Linked DNA regions of Oryzias latipes: region 1 is linked to region 2. The links are chromatin contacts, called in public Hi-C maps. All regions are on one chromosome and are shown on one strand. Each heading gives the region's core, a stretch centred on a gene start, on an enhancer-like site or on the middle of the called end of the contact. The rest is flanking DNA. Distances are from core to core; before and after follow the strand shown.

Evidence for each region. A called contact is a pair of places that touch in the nucleus more often than the background predicts.
Region 1: a Hi-C map of gastrula embryo shows a contact between it and region 2, with 2.2 times the contacts expected there. The contact joins the enhancer-like site here to the promoter of LOC101155811 in region 2. A contact is called at or near these places in 4 of 5 Hi-C or Micro-C datasets (embryo, fibroblasts and gastrula embryo).

The regions. Positions count from the first base shown.
Region 1 is chr22:8,020,154-8,026,981 of ASM223467v1, reverse strand. LOC110017536 (a long non-coding RNA gene) reads left to right here. Exons shown (of 3, transcript XR_002292963.2): 3 at 570-1,038. Among protein-coding and RNA genes, the nearest start is that of LOC110017536, 11 kb to the left of the region's middle. Within about 2 kb of position 1,476, at least 1 of the 8 cell types and tissues checked has an H3K27ac peak or open chromatin away from gene starts, as enhancers often do. A contact at or near this core is called in gastrula embryo, where this site is marked.
Region 2 is chr22:7,934,263-7,941,333 of ASM223467v1, reverse strand. LOC101155811 (serine/threonine-protein phosphatase PP1-beta catalytic subunit) reads right to left here and starts at 5,492. Exons shown (of 8, transcript XM_004082201.3): 1 at 5,302-5,492; 2 at 898-1,029. The coding sequence starts at 5,353. plb1 (phospholipase B1, membrane-associated) reads right to left here. Exons shown (of 43, transcript XM_004082484.3): 43 at 6,620-7,071.

The DNA of each region.
Region 1 (6,828 bases), core at 227-2,726, 90 kb before region 2:
CTTTAAACCTACTACTATTCTACTGGTAATGTTAGGTTGTGGTTTTGAGAGGCTGTAAGGTAGCAGGAGAGCGTGTAAACAGATGGTTGATGGGAAGGAGGTGGGTTCACTCCGTGTGAACAGTCCCGTTCATACCTCAGAGGTGAATTTCTAAAGAACTACTGTCGCTCTACAGAAATTATGTCATAGAAAATGACACAGGTTTTTTGGTTTTGGCTAAAATTGGCATAATTTTAATAAAAAGACGAGTGGGAAGACTTTATCAATAAATCAAAAGATGATTGGGACTTACAAGAGTGTGGCCTTTAAATGTACTTTGTATTTTCCCTAAGCATGCAAAATTAACATTTATATTGGGAGTTGTCAAAGTTCTCTGACTACAAAAAAGATGGGAGCACAGAAAGACTAGCAAAGGTGCTACCTTCTGTTTTAGAGAATTCCCTTTATATTTCTCTGTGGACACTGCATAAACAACAACATTAGCAAACCTTAGGTTTCTGATCACACTTGCTGGATGCATTTTTCTCCTCTTTTTGTTGGTTAGATGCAAATTCACTTTCATTTTATAGGTGCAGTGTGAAACCCCTCTGCTGAGCCTAAAACCACTCATACCTCAGTGACAAGTGGTTGGAAATCAAGTTAATTATATTCCACAGCACTACACATGCAGTCTGTAAGCTGTATTCACCTACTATTATCTGTCTTAACCTTCATGACTTTGAAACACCCTCTCCAAATTAAAGGTCGGAAATGTGTCAAAACCTGACATTATGAGTCCTGGTGTTTTTATTTTTATTTAGTGCGAGTGTGTCTCGCCTCTGTCAGCCTGGACTTGTTTGACTCCCCCGTCTCCATCTCGGAGATTAGTTTAAGCAGTTTTGGAAGCTCATGATTGAGTGCCGGGACGTTTTCAGTCTTTTGTCAGATCAAAAACAAAAAATGTCAAGATGGCCTGAGGATAAAGAAACAAAACGGGTGTTCAAACAGAAGTTCAAAAACCTTATTTTTCAAAGCAGACTTTGGAAGGTAGTTTTAAAATTGTATTTCACACCACAACCACTGCAAATGATAATGTTTTAGTATTTTGTGAAGGTTAGGTTTTCCATTTTTAGTTTTTTTATTAGGTAATTTTTATTTTATGAACCAGAGATCTTCTATCATCAAAACCAGCTTATATTCAAATAGCAAGCAAGACAAGCACGAAACCAAATACTCTGTGTTGAAAAACATCTTTTTTATGGCAAAATGTGCATTTTCTTTTTATACAAAAAAAACAAAAAACTCCACAAAGAGACTTTTTTTCAGTTCTTTATGTCTTAAAATGGACCTAAAGGGTTTTATGGGCTTTAAAGTCTTCTGGCTTCCTGCTGTTGCCATGGTTTGGTTGCTTTGTTGAGCAAGTTGTTTAGCATACACACGGTTATGTTACAGAGCTCACTGTGGTTTTTCCTATTTAAACAATGGAGAGCTAAAGAGCTTTATTTAGGATTCTGTGATCTACTCTGCTGCCACCACAATGATGAGAGCTCTCTGATTTACTGCTACATGTGGACTCATGGGGTTAGAACACATGCTGAAAGTTCACTCAAGACCTCAGTCAGTAATTCGTTGTAGATAAATTCAGAAACTCGTGACAGGGGACATGAAGAACCCGTGTAGGAAGTGTGAAGGTTTTATATTTAACTAAAATACGTTCAACCTTTAAAAAAAACGCCAAAGTGAAATGTTTTAGAAGTCTTTTTACTGAACATTTGACTAAAGTAAAGCTTCCTGCAAATACTAAAAATTCTAATAAAATATTTGATGAATAAAACTTGAAAAGTTTCTTTGTTTGTTGCTTTGCAAAGTTTTTTCATATTAGTTTGTAGAACTTATTAACCCACAAGAACCCTGATCTATTTTTCCTTGAAAATAAAAATGACTGAGAGATGCAAAAAAACAACTGGACCACAGATCACGTTTATGCTGTTTTTCTGTTGCGACAGTGACACACTGCCATTATGTACATTTTGCGCATTTTCCACATTCCGGTCTTTTGTGATACATGTATGATATATGTAATTCATAGGTGTTTCTTGCTTTCGTCATTTGACAATGTGCGCAGATGTCTTTCAAGGGTTTCAGTTGGCGCTCTCGTTTTTGAGCTGTTCAAAAATTTTGGTCGATTGAGAATCTTTCAGTTTACGCTTATTTTACGTAGTTTATGCACAATTGTTACATTAATCTTACGCAATTGTGCTTAATTTTTGCGAGACGCATCAGCAAATTTATAGTTTTCCATCTGTCTAATGAACTCTTTGCGCATGTACCACCGATGTGTAACTTTTATTTCGCGTATACGGCGCACATATTAGTTTCAAATTACGCACGCACGGATCACTAATGAATTGCATATAAACAGTCTAATAATCACACACGGTTCATGTTCCACGTAGATTTACGTGTTCTTTGCGTGGTTTATTAGTACTTGTTCCGTGAGTTTAACGTGGTTCATTCATGATAGATTTGTGAAAATTTCACGTAACTCTAATGTACTAAGTGACTGTGTGACACAGCTTTTACATTGATGTCTTATGGGTTAAAACAACCAATTTTAGGATTTACAATAGAAATTTCAATGCTGAAGCTGCCTCCAGTCCTCACGGATGTTTTGCACGATTATACAGAATTGCACTGGGCCAATCAGTATTTTCTTTTAAATCAATAATTGAGTGGAATAAACTGCCAACGCACTCAAAATTAAGCAAAACAAAATCTTTTTACCAAAACAGAAAGTCAACACTGTTAACTATGTAGTATGTTTTAGAGGTTTTTACTTTGTTTTTCTCAATCTCTCTCATCTTTTATTATGAAAAAATTGTAACTGTTATGTAATTGTACTGTTTTATGTTATTGTTAATTCTTGCATTTGTATGTCCTGAGTACTGCAGATGGAAATGAGCTCTCAGAGCTGTAGTATGGTAAAATGTATCCTTTCTTTGATTAATGCCCCTGTACATTCATTATTTAGTTTGTCAAATAAACTAAAGAAAGAAAGAAAAACAGAATTTTTGGATCTTAAACAATTTGTCTTTGCCCTACGTGGCACTGGTGCAGACATAGAGCAGTTGACCTCTGATCGGAAATCGCAAGTTCAGTACCTGCCGTGCTTGCTCATGTGTCAAAGTGTACTGGGACAAGAACCTCGCACTGCTTCTTGTGGTTATAGGCTGGTGCCATGTGGCAGCAGAGCTACCATCCATGGGTGGTTGGAGTTTGTGACTGCAGAGTAAACTTTGGGCCTTAATCAAGGTAGAATAACACCATATAAGTATATGCCGTTGATGATGGGACATCTTTTGGGCCTATGAGTAACAGAATAAAAAAAGGCCTTTTAGGTTTACTAGAGGATTTGATCTTCCTCCAGGGCATTTAGTGGGTTACAGAAAGTTCAGGGTTTGATATCAGGGGAAGGGTGTTTAAAGCTCCGGCCCTTGGTGGGCTGGGGACATTTTTAACTGCATGGCCTATCTGTTGTGGTGAAGGGTGTGCTCATCTCTAAGAAAGATTGGTGCTAAATGTCTAATTATGCATCATCCTACTTTTCGACTTTCCCAGGATACAGTAGCAGTAACTTGGAGCGGCACATGCTCTGTAATCAGTGATGTCAAACACCACATGAGGCACAGTCTCACAGATAAAGCTCCCCAGTGGCGCGAAGCACCCATGGCCTTTGCTCACAGAGCTCTAATTATTCCCCTTTCACATAAGAAAGGCCATGAGGACAAGTTCCTGCAAATACTGTGTATCCCCAACTTTCACATTGATTCTCCCTCTTCTTAAATACAAACTCTTACCGCGTGTGTTTCATTAACATAAATGTTTATTAGGGGGTTTTCATTGCTGCATAGAGAATTAGACAGCCCACAGATTTATTAATAAAGCATGCTCCTAAAAAAATGTCAAAACACTCATTATTATAGACTTTCAAATTGTCACTATTTCCAAAAAACACATTGTTTGTATTTCACCAATAAGTTTACATTTGATATTAAAGTGGAGCAAGCTGGTGTGGCTAGGAGTAAAACCAAAGATAAAAGTTAGAATAAACCATACCAGCTGATTTTATTAATTTATGTATTTTTGTTTAGAGTGCAGGCTACGGTGGCCCTGAAGTGCAAAGCATTCAACAAATCACTCGATACAAGAACATTTTTAAGATCACAACAACAATTAAAAAAAAATAAAAAATTTAAAAAGCAGCATTACATTTTAGAAAACAAAACAAAATTTCAGAAACCAAAACTTGAAAAACAAAAATGACAAAAAAAAAAACATTTCAGAAAACAAAATTAATTTCCAGGAAAAAAAATAAATATTAAAAAATGAAAACATTTCAGAAAAAAAAAAATTCCAGAAAAAAAATGAAATATTAAAAAATGAAAAACATTTCAGAAAAAAAAAATCCAGAAAAAAAAATGAAATATTAAAAAATGAAAAACATTTCAGAAAAAAAAATGAAATATTAAAAAATGAAAAACATTTCAGAACACAGAATGAATTTCCAGAAAACAAAACGAAATCTTCAAAAATGAAAAACATTTCCAAACCGGAAGAGGCAGGTACTATAGGACAACGCTGATTGGATGATGATTTTTGTCAATCATTTGAACTGAAAAGTATTTTAAATGAAGCGATGACGGATTTTATCGTCCAAACAACAATGTACTATAATAATCCACGTATTTCCCATTTATATATCAAATAAAAAATTCAGCAAACTGTTAATGAACTTTAAAATTATTTTTTTAACATTTCGCCTGACACACGGTCACCCGGAAGTAGTTTGTGAGCACTTTTACTTTGAACGCTGTGCGCTAATGTCTACGGCTGCGAGGTTCACGCTGTCAATCATCTTTAGGTAAGAATCAATTCTGTGATCTTTTCTTTTGTCAGTCACATGTCTCTAAGGATGTTAATTTTAGGATGTTAAAGTGCTGCTTTGAAAAGATAATTTCTTTTTATCTTGCGCATGCGCAAAAAGAACCCGATGGAGACGAACCGTCTTCACATGATAGCCGTTCCCGTTTTCGGTGACAACATGAGAGAAAAAGCTCCGAGCCAGCCTGATTCTGTGATTTATACAGTAATTACAGTAATTATATGGCATCAGTGTTGCTAAAAATCGACTTTAAGACTGAAATCAGTAAACAAGTTCTTATGGGAAATAATATTTAAGTGCATTGTATATTTTTGAACCATGCATATATACACATATACTGAAACTTAAAAATGAACTTTAAAGTTTATAAAATACTTAATTGAATTAACATGTGATATTTCTGCAGGTGAAGTTTCTCAAAGCGAAGTTCCAGAAAGGTTTGTGCTGCAGAAGAACAGATGAGCTCTACATGGGAATACAAGAAGACTAAAGTCATTCATATCATTGTGCAGTGTACAGGCAAGTCACCATGATTGATGTGAAATGTAATCAATAAATATTATTTAACCTTAATATCTATTTTTTTTTTTAAATTGCAGGTCCTTTAAAAAAACGTCTTTAACCTGCTGCATAAGCCTGATTAGTTGTAAATGATGCAGTGGGGAGTGAAAAACGAAGCACAATTCCTGGCTTTAGCGTCGGGCTGATGATCTGGAAATCACATCTATGAGGAATCGCATCAAACACTTGTACAACTCCAAACAACTTAATGTTCCTTTAAGCAAAACTCCAGTTTAAAATGTTCATATTAGGCTTGCTTCATTTAGGAGTTTTTCCATGTTTACCATTTTAGGTTTTAAAGCTTTATTAACAAAGATGATGTTTGATTTTCAAAGCTGTTGTTTAGAAATGTTTTTTTGTCAATGAAAAAACTGAATGTTGACATGAGGATTGTAATAATGGATATGAAAATAAACAAATTTGTTTCATAGCAATGCAGTATATTTATTGAAAACTTAACATGAATACGTTATTCAGTAACAGAAACAAAGAAACGGTTGTGGATTTTCCTTTATGGGCTTCTTCATGCAGTCAATCAAATGTTACGTTTACATTCAGCATTTACTCAGCGTACCTGTCAGTCACATTTATTAGAGAAAAAAATGCATCTGGGAAAAGTCTGTTTGTGCTTAACAACTATATCAAAAAGAGTCATGTCAGGGAAGTTTTGTCCACATTGCTGCCCAGCATCACATCCAGAGGAAGATGCACAGGTAAGAGATGCCAGTTCCTGCTCGTACATGCTTGCAGCTTCCTCTGCACTGGACTCCAGCTCCATTGAAATCCCTGACAGAAATAAATTAATAAATAAAAATCCCTAACAGGAAAACATCAGCTGCCGTTCATCTTTTATTCAGGCAAAAGTTGAGTTCATCAAAATGAGGAGAAAATGGGTTAAACCAGAAATTCATTAGGGAGGGGTCAAAACACCAAACTCAGAATAAAATACATTATTTCAGTCTTATAAAAATACATTCTAAAACAATTTGGTATTCCTCCTCTGCCTGAAAGACTAAAACGTTTTTTTTAAAGATTTATTTTACACTACAGACTTTGCCACCTTTAGTTACACACCTGGACGTGTCTGATGATGTGCACATCCAGTCATTTACTGTCATGTTTCTGTGCACTGACACACTCTAAAGTCACAGATCTTAATAGTGTGAATAAGAAGCATTCATAAATGTTATTCTGAGACACAAACTGCTGCAGTTTACCTGACAGCTTTGCTGGTTCACCTGTCTGAGAATCCTGCCCACGTGACCCCCCCTCTCCAGGTGATGAGGTAACCTGTCATTAACGTATGACTGAAGGATCTTGGATCTGTCTGTAAACACCCACCTAGA
Region 2 (7,071 bases), core at 4,243-6,742:
CATGTGACTAAGGCTTAAACTGAACACGGCTGTGTCAGTCACTGCATGAAGTGCGATAATTAAAATGACTCGAAGCACAGATGAATGCTGCTGTCATGCAGGCTGCCTCAAAGTCACATTTAAAGGAGGCACAGATTCAGGAACTCGTGCTAATTAAAGCAAAGTGAGACATGCATCACTCCTTCGACAGCCTGTTCTCTGGAAAAAATAAAAATAAAACAGCAGGATTTGGTCAAAATACTATTTTTCATTACAGAATTGTGCATCAACTAGCTGATGCTGAAGTGTGCAGAAAAAAATGCAGACACCATCAGTTTTTAGGCTGTGTGTAGAAAGAAAACACACGTGCATGCAGTCTTCAAAGTTTGTTTTAAGGCAGAAATCTGTACATACATGAACACCTGCACTGCAGAGTACCACATACATAATAAAGAAATGCAGGAAAGTTTATGCCACTCAGTAAACAAGAAACTCTTGAGCTGCATCAAAGAAATGGACTGCTGCTCCAGGCTGTGCACGCCGGGCTTTATGACAGATTCTGCAGGGAGGGGGGGGGGGGGGGGGGGGTGCTGGTGCATCAAACCATTCACAGACAGAATGGACCTTTTCTGCATGAGCTGCATTAATAAAAGCTTAGATATTTTTGCATTTAGAACTAGCATCAATTAGTGGGCCACTGAGAAAGCAAACTAATTTTTTGAATTATGAAGATTTCTTATGACAAAGTAGCCATCTGCAAAGTTGAGTTATATAAAGCTCAGATGAAAACCAACCGTTCACAGCATGCCAGTGCTTCAATGCACATTTTTTAATAAATAAAAGTGCATCACAAGGCCTGGAAAGATATAAAAATAAGAAAATGGGTCGAATCAAGAGAGTAAGCACAAGTTAACTAACCACAAATCTTCAGGGGGGCCTCCAGCTCCAACAGAATGGGCTGGCTGAGGAAGATCTCCCTGGATTTGATGCAGAGACCTCGAACCTCTGCTTCGGTCATCTGGACGATCTTCCCTGGTCGGCATCCTCGCACTAAAGACAGCAGAGAAAAAAAGGAAATGTTAATATAAGCCAATCAAAAACATAAGAAACCCCCATCAGGATGAGGCATGTCTCTAACAACTTTCCACAGCTGTGTTAAAGAACTCTTTAAGCTGATGAAGTCTGGAAGTAATGATCCATAAGCTTCATAACTGCTAAGTCTTGGTCAAACATTCACTCACTGCTGACATTATAAGAGTCGCATTCATCTTAAGCAGTAGAGTTCTGCTTCCTTGTAATGTTAGCTAAAGTCTACTTCTTGGCATTCTGCCGCAGCTCGGACTTATAAAATGATGAAAAGAAAAGCGAGACTCGCAAATTCTGCCTCAAGTCAGCGGCTGAAGGCACAAACACGACAAGTTTAGATTATGAACTGCTTGATGAATGACAGAAAAATGTATTTATAATTTAGTATACTTCAAAGTAGAATTTAACCATTATTTTGTTGTTGTTTTTTTCCATTTAAGAGAAACAATTTCATTTAAAAAAATAGGTCAGTGGGTTAGATTTAAATTTAACAAAAGTTTGATTTCTATTGCACACAAACAGATGTGTGCATTTTAAATTAAAAAAAACACAAAACTGAAAAATCTGCCCATACATTATATAACACATAGCACTTTATTTTTACATTCCTTACAGCTGGACGCCCACTGCTCAGCCTAAAAGGCTTGGTGACCCTTTGAAGGGAAGATATCTTAACGAGAAAAAGACAGTTTCTTTAGCTCTTTTAGTATTTCTGGGAGGGCAGATTAAAAAGGATAAATGTTATATTTCCACTTTTATGTACTCAGTAGTAGTGCTGTAGTGAGTGGTTGACTACTGATGTGACAACATGAATTTCAAATGCGTTCTTCAGCATGAAAGAACCAACGTCCGTCTGTTTTCCATCTGCTGCTCACTTTGACTTCATCTCTTTCATCCAAAAATGACATGGGGTGCATGAAGCTTGAAATGAAAAAAGTCGGGCTTTTTAGCAGGCCTCATCAGAGGAGACCGAGCGAGGACTGCATGTTTTCACGGACGAGCCTCAACGCACAGCCATTTTCTGTTTACACTGACAATCTGCAAAGTTTGCACTTTCTTAGGTTACGTTTGTGACACACTGAGGGGCCAAAGATGGAAATAAAGCAATAAAATGTGTATTTTAAAAATGAACCCAAATCACTTTTGCTTGTGTGAACTTAACACTGTGCCTATCTGTTTATAATAACATTCTGTCCTACATGCTTAATTGGAAAATGGATCACTAACTTTCAGAGCTGATTTAAAGAAAAAAAAAACATATCCTGCAGCACAATAACAATCAAACATTTACATGAATAAATATTTGAATTTATCAGAAAATATTAAGCAAATAAAGTAAAAACTTGCCTTCAGAAATTGAACTAAACTACAGCTGCCATTGTAGATGCAATACAGTAAACCCTTGTTTATCGCGGGGGTTACGTTCCAAAAAGAGCCCGTGATAGGCAAAATCCGTGAAGTAGAAACCTCTATTTTTTTTTTTTACAATTATTATACAATTAAATACTCTATTATACATTGAAAAGAAAGAGCAAACCATTTTACAGGCTCAAGCATTTGTTTCACTAATCAAAGTACTTTAAAACGTTTTTTTTCAACAAATAAACTGTACTGTCAAATAATAATTTTAATCATTGATGTGAACAGAAGGCTTCAAATTGCGGAGATTAGCCCCGCCCACCGCGACCCGAGTAATTGGATTAAACGGGAGGAAATTTTAAATGATTAAAAAATATACAAAGTACATAGGGACAAATAGTGACTCAGGTGTATTTCACTGCTCTACAGACTGAGCCACTGCATTCTGACTCCGCTCTGCAGTGTTTACTTCTTCTGAAGCCCGCGGTGCAGGTGTGTTTGTTCGGGAGAAGAACATAGTGATTGGCAGTTGTTGTTGCTCTTTTTTCTTCTTTGAAAAAACATCCTTATACACCGACATGCCACCATCAAGAGAATTTGCACGTACACAATATAAATTTGACAAGCTGTTTTACGTACGTGTACATTTAATTATTAAACTGCAACCTTATTGACGCACAGGTAGAGAAGAAGCAGAGTGACTTTTTAGCCAATCAGAAGGCAGAACACAATTCACGATGCAAATACGTGAAGTAGCGAAACCGTGAAAAGTAAACCGTGTTATAGCAAGGGATCACTGTACATTAAAATCAGAACTTTAATCTAACTGTGGTACATCTAATAATAAAAGCAGGGTTTCTTTGAGCAGAAAGCTACTGTGTGGTGCTACAATGTAAAAACAATGCAATACTGTTAGACAAATTGGACAAAATAACGCAGAATAAATGCTTTGAGTAAATATAAATAACATCCAAGTTAAGCTAAAAAGGATTAAGTAAAACATTTTTAAGTACAAGCATGTTAAGGGTTAAGGGTTAAGTGCCTTTGCAGCAGCAATTCAATTTAATAAAAAATAAATGAAACAATTACAAATGAAGACCTTGATCATATTTAAACAGTATGTTTGTTTGTAATTAAGGTGGAAGTCGTTTTTAGCATTTTGCTGTAATGGAAAAAAACAAAAACAAAATATTGGCTGACATGTCACTTTATCCTTTTCTTTCTTGCGCTTCTGACTAAAAAAATAACATTTTTATCAAGCAAATAAATACTAACAAAACATGAACTTCTTGTCATTTTATGACAGCTTCAGGAACAGCACCTAAAGCAAAAACAAGCAGTAAAAAAACTCACAATGTTTGACCAGTTTTGTTATGTAGAATCATTTAAAAGTAAGATCTGGCTTGGGCTTTGGATGATGAAATGTGCTGGGTTTTGAAAGCAACTTCACTTTTTTAATAAAGTTCAATTAAAATGCGTATGCATTGCTCTTTACAATTTATTTCTATTTATTTTGACACATTTATCAACTTTCCTGAGAAGTTCTAATTTGCAGACTTCTGAATGTTTGATCTTCAGCCAAAATGTTTGTAAGGACAGGATAAAAAACATCAAAAATAATACTAGTAGTGTTTTTTAAAGGGCAAAACATTTCATACAATTATTTTTGATTTGTTATACTTTATATATCAAATTATATTTGCGCAGTAACCCAAAATGAAAAGTCTTTAGCATCTTTTCCACAAAGTCATGGATGTGGGAGGAAAGTATGCCAAGGACAGCAAAATTTGCCACAGCGGTCCGATGTGACTCACAACACTTCACAGGGGAACAGATGACTGTCCTTCCTAAGGTTTGAAAATGAGCTTTTTAGACCATTTATATGTGCGACTTCAAAAGCTCTGTCCTTTAAAACAAGCTAAAGCGATGTGTGATTGTGAGAGAACGCAAAGCATGGATGTGAGAGCTTCACCCACTGTGGAGGTCTTTAAAAATAAACTGAAGACTCATCTTTTTCTTCATGTTTTGATTTGATTTTTTATATTGCTTTTTCTTGTATATTTGTCACGTTTTTATAATGAATACTAATTTTATTATCTATTTATTAAATGTAAAGCATATTGAGATGCTCTTTAGCATTTTAAATAAAGTTGAATTTGAATATGGAAAATGTTTAATGGAAAATATCTTTTAATTATTCTTTCCATTATGTTTTTAAATGTTTCATACCTGTAATTATAACTTTGTCTTGAACTAGACTTTTTTCAGGATAAACATATTCAGTATAATTTTTTGACATTTGTTTTACCTTTTCTCTAAATTTTGAGTGAACATTTTTTTTATTTAGGTCACTGATAAATTAAATTCTAGTTGTTTTTCATTTATTTGAGCGTAATTAAATAAACACGTAAGAAGTCCCGTTGATGGCAAACGTTTCGTTAATGCGAGTAAATGTGCAAAGAAAGTGCGTTTTAATACATTCATGTTGAACGCGTAGTTAAAAATGTCGCTGCCCCTCCTTCTGAAAACTGCTTCAATATGGGGCAGAATGCAGAAAACACACGATACTATCTTCCCTACGAACATACATACAATTAAATGAAACATTTCCTACAAAATCCGCACCAAATGCGCAACTCGGAAGGCGTAGGCGTCCACTGCTGGCAGTGTTTATAAACATGGTCAGGCAGCTAGCAGTGGCGTTAGCCCGAGCTAACGTTCACCATTACCAACAGATGGCACGAGCCCAAGTAGCTAACATTTAGCGGCTTTTTCCCGGGACAACCGTCCTCGACGCCAAGTCAGTACTACATCCAGCACAAAGCTCACAAACTTCTCACTCGGTTTTTACATCAACTTATTCGCGAAACTTGTTACCTTCAAGGAGCCGAGAGATGAGGCTATCAACGTTCAATTCTCCCTCCGCCATCTTCACACTGGTACTGTAGCGGACAGCCGGGTCAATGTCGTCAACGGCCACTAGGTGCCGCTGTTTCGACGAGTTAGCGAAATGACCCCAAAAATAAGATGAATACACCGAGTTTAAAATGTATTTTATCCAGTGAAGTACAGTAAACCCTTGTTTATCGCGGGGGTTACGTTCCAAAAAGAACCCGTGATAGGCAAAATCCGTGAAGTAGAAACCTCTATTTTTTTAACAATTATTATACAATTAAATACTCTGTTATACATTGAAAAGAAAGAACAAACCATTTTACAGGCTCAAACATTTGTTTCACAAATCAAAGTACTTTAAAAACGTTTTTTTTTCAACAAATAACTTCTGTACTGTACTGTCAAATAATAATTTTAATCATCAATGTGAACAGAAGGCTTCAAATCGCGGAGATTAGCCCCGCCCACCGCGACCCGAAGAATTGGATTAAACGGGAGAAAGTTTAAAATGATCATGAAAAAAATACAAAGTACAAACGGACAAATAGTGGCTCAGGTGTATTTCAATGCTCTTCAGTCTGAGAAGCTGCAGTGTTTTCTCCTTCTCAAGCCCGCGGTGCAGCTGTGTGTGTTTGTTCAGGAGAAGAACATAGTGATTGACAGTTGGTGTCGCTCTTTTTCTATGGGTTTTAGAGAAACTTGAAATTGCAAGATGATTTGCATGTACGTAATTTGGAAAGCTGATTTACGTACGTGTACATATTAAACTGCAACATTATTGACGCGCAGGTAGAGAAGAAGCGGAGTGACTTTTTTAGCCAATCAGAATGCAGAACACAATGCACCTTGCAAATCCGTGAAGTAGCGAAACCGTGAAAAGTAAACCGTGATATAGCAAGGGATCACTGTATTACATTTTTTTAAGTATTTAACGGATTGTATGCATGGGTAATATTAAAAGATAGCCTTTATAAAATAGCACAATTTTACACTAAAAACTATTATTTAAACATATTTCAAAAAGTGTAAATGTTTTCAATGAATAAACTGAAGTAATACAATTTTTATTTTATTTTTCTAAACACAGGAGTAGCTTTTCCCCATTTATTTTATTAATAGATGTGGCATTGTTCATATCTTAATAAAGTTGAACGGCCTTTTAAATTATACATACATCAAAACCACTTTGTAAAAAGCAGGTTTTTTTCAGCATGAGCCACATGGGCCAGCAGTATTGGCTGCCACACAGGAATTTCTTTACGACACACAACAACTGAAAAATGAAGAAAAAAAACACTAGTCGATCTTTGCAGACTTTAATTAAAAATCAACACATTCGAGATTTATGCAAAACTGTAGAAAATACGTTTATCAAAGTAGTTTGTGTCCTCCTTTTCATGTTTTTCTGGTACATTCAGTACACTTAGTTTAACAGGAATGCCAAATGTACTGAAATCTTACTTTTACCTTCATTCAACATGCCTAACAAAGGAGAGAAACTCATACAATGATTAAATCAACATACATTTCAATGGTTGTGTACAATTTTTTTGCATCCCAAAATACTGCAACTGACTTTGCAATGCCTATTAGACAAAGTGCACTCAAATGCAAATTTTAATTAAATAAATGATTTTACTATATACAGGAATGCTAATGAATAAACAGAAACTGACCATACAATAAACTGTTAGTTAACGACTTGCAGAACCAATTATGATACAACTATTATATATTTTGCTTGTGTAATCA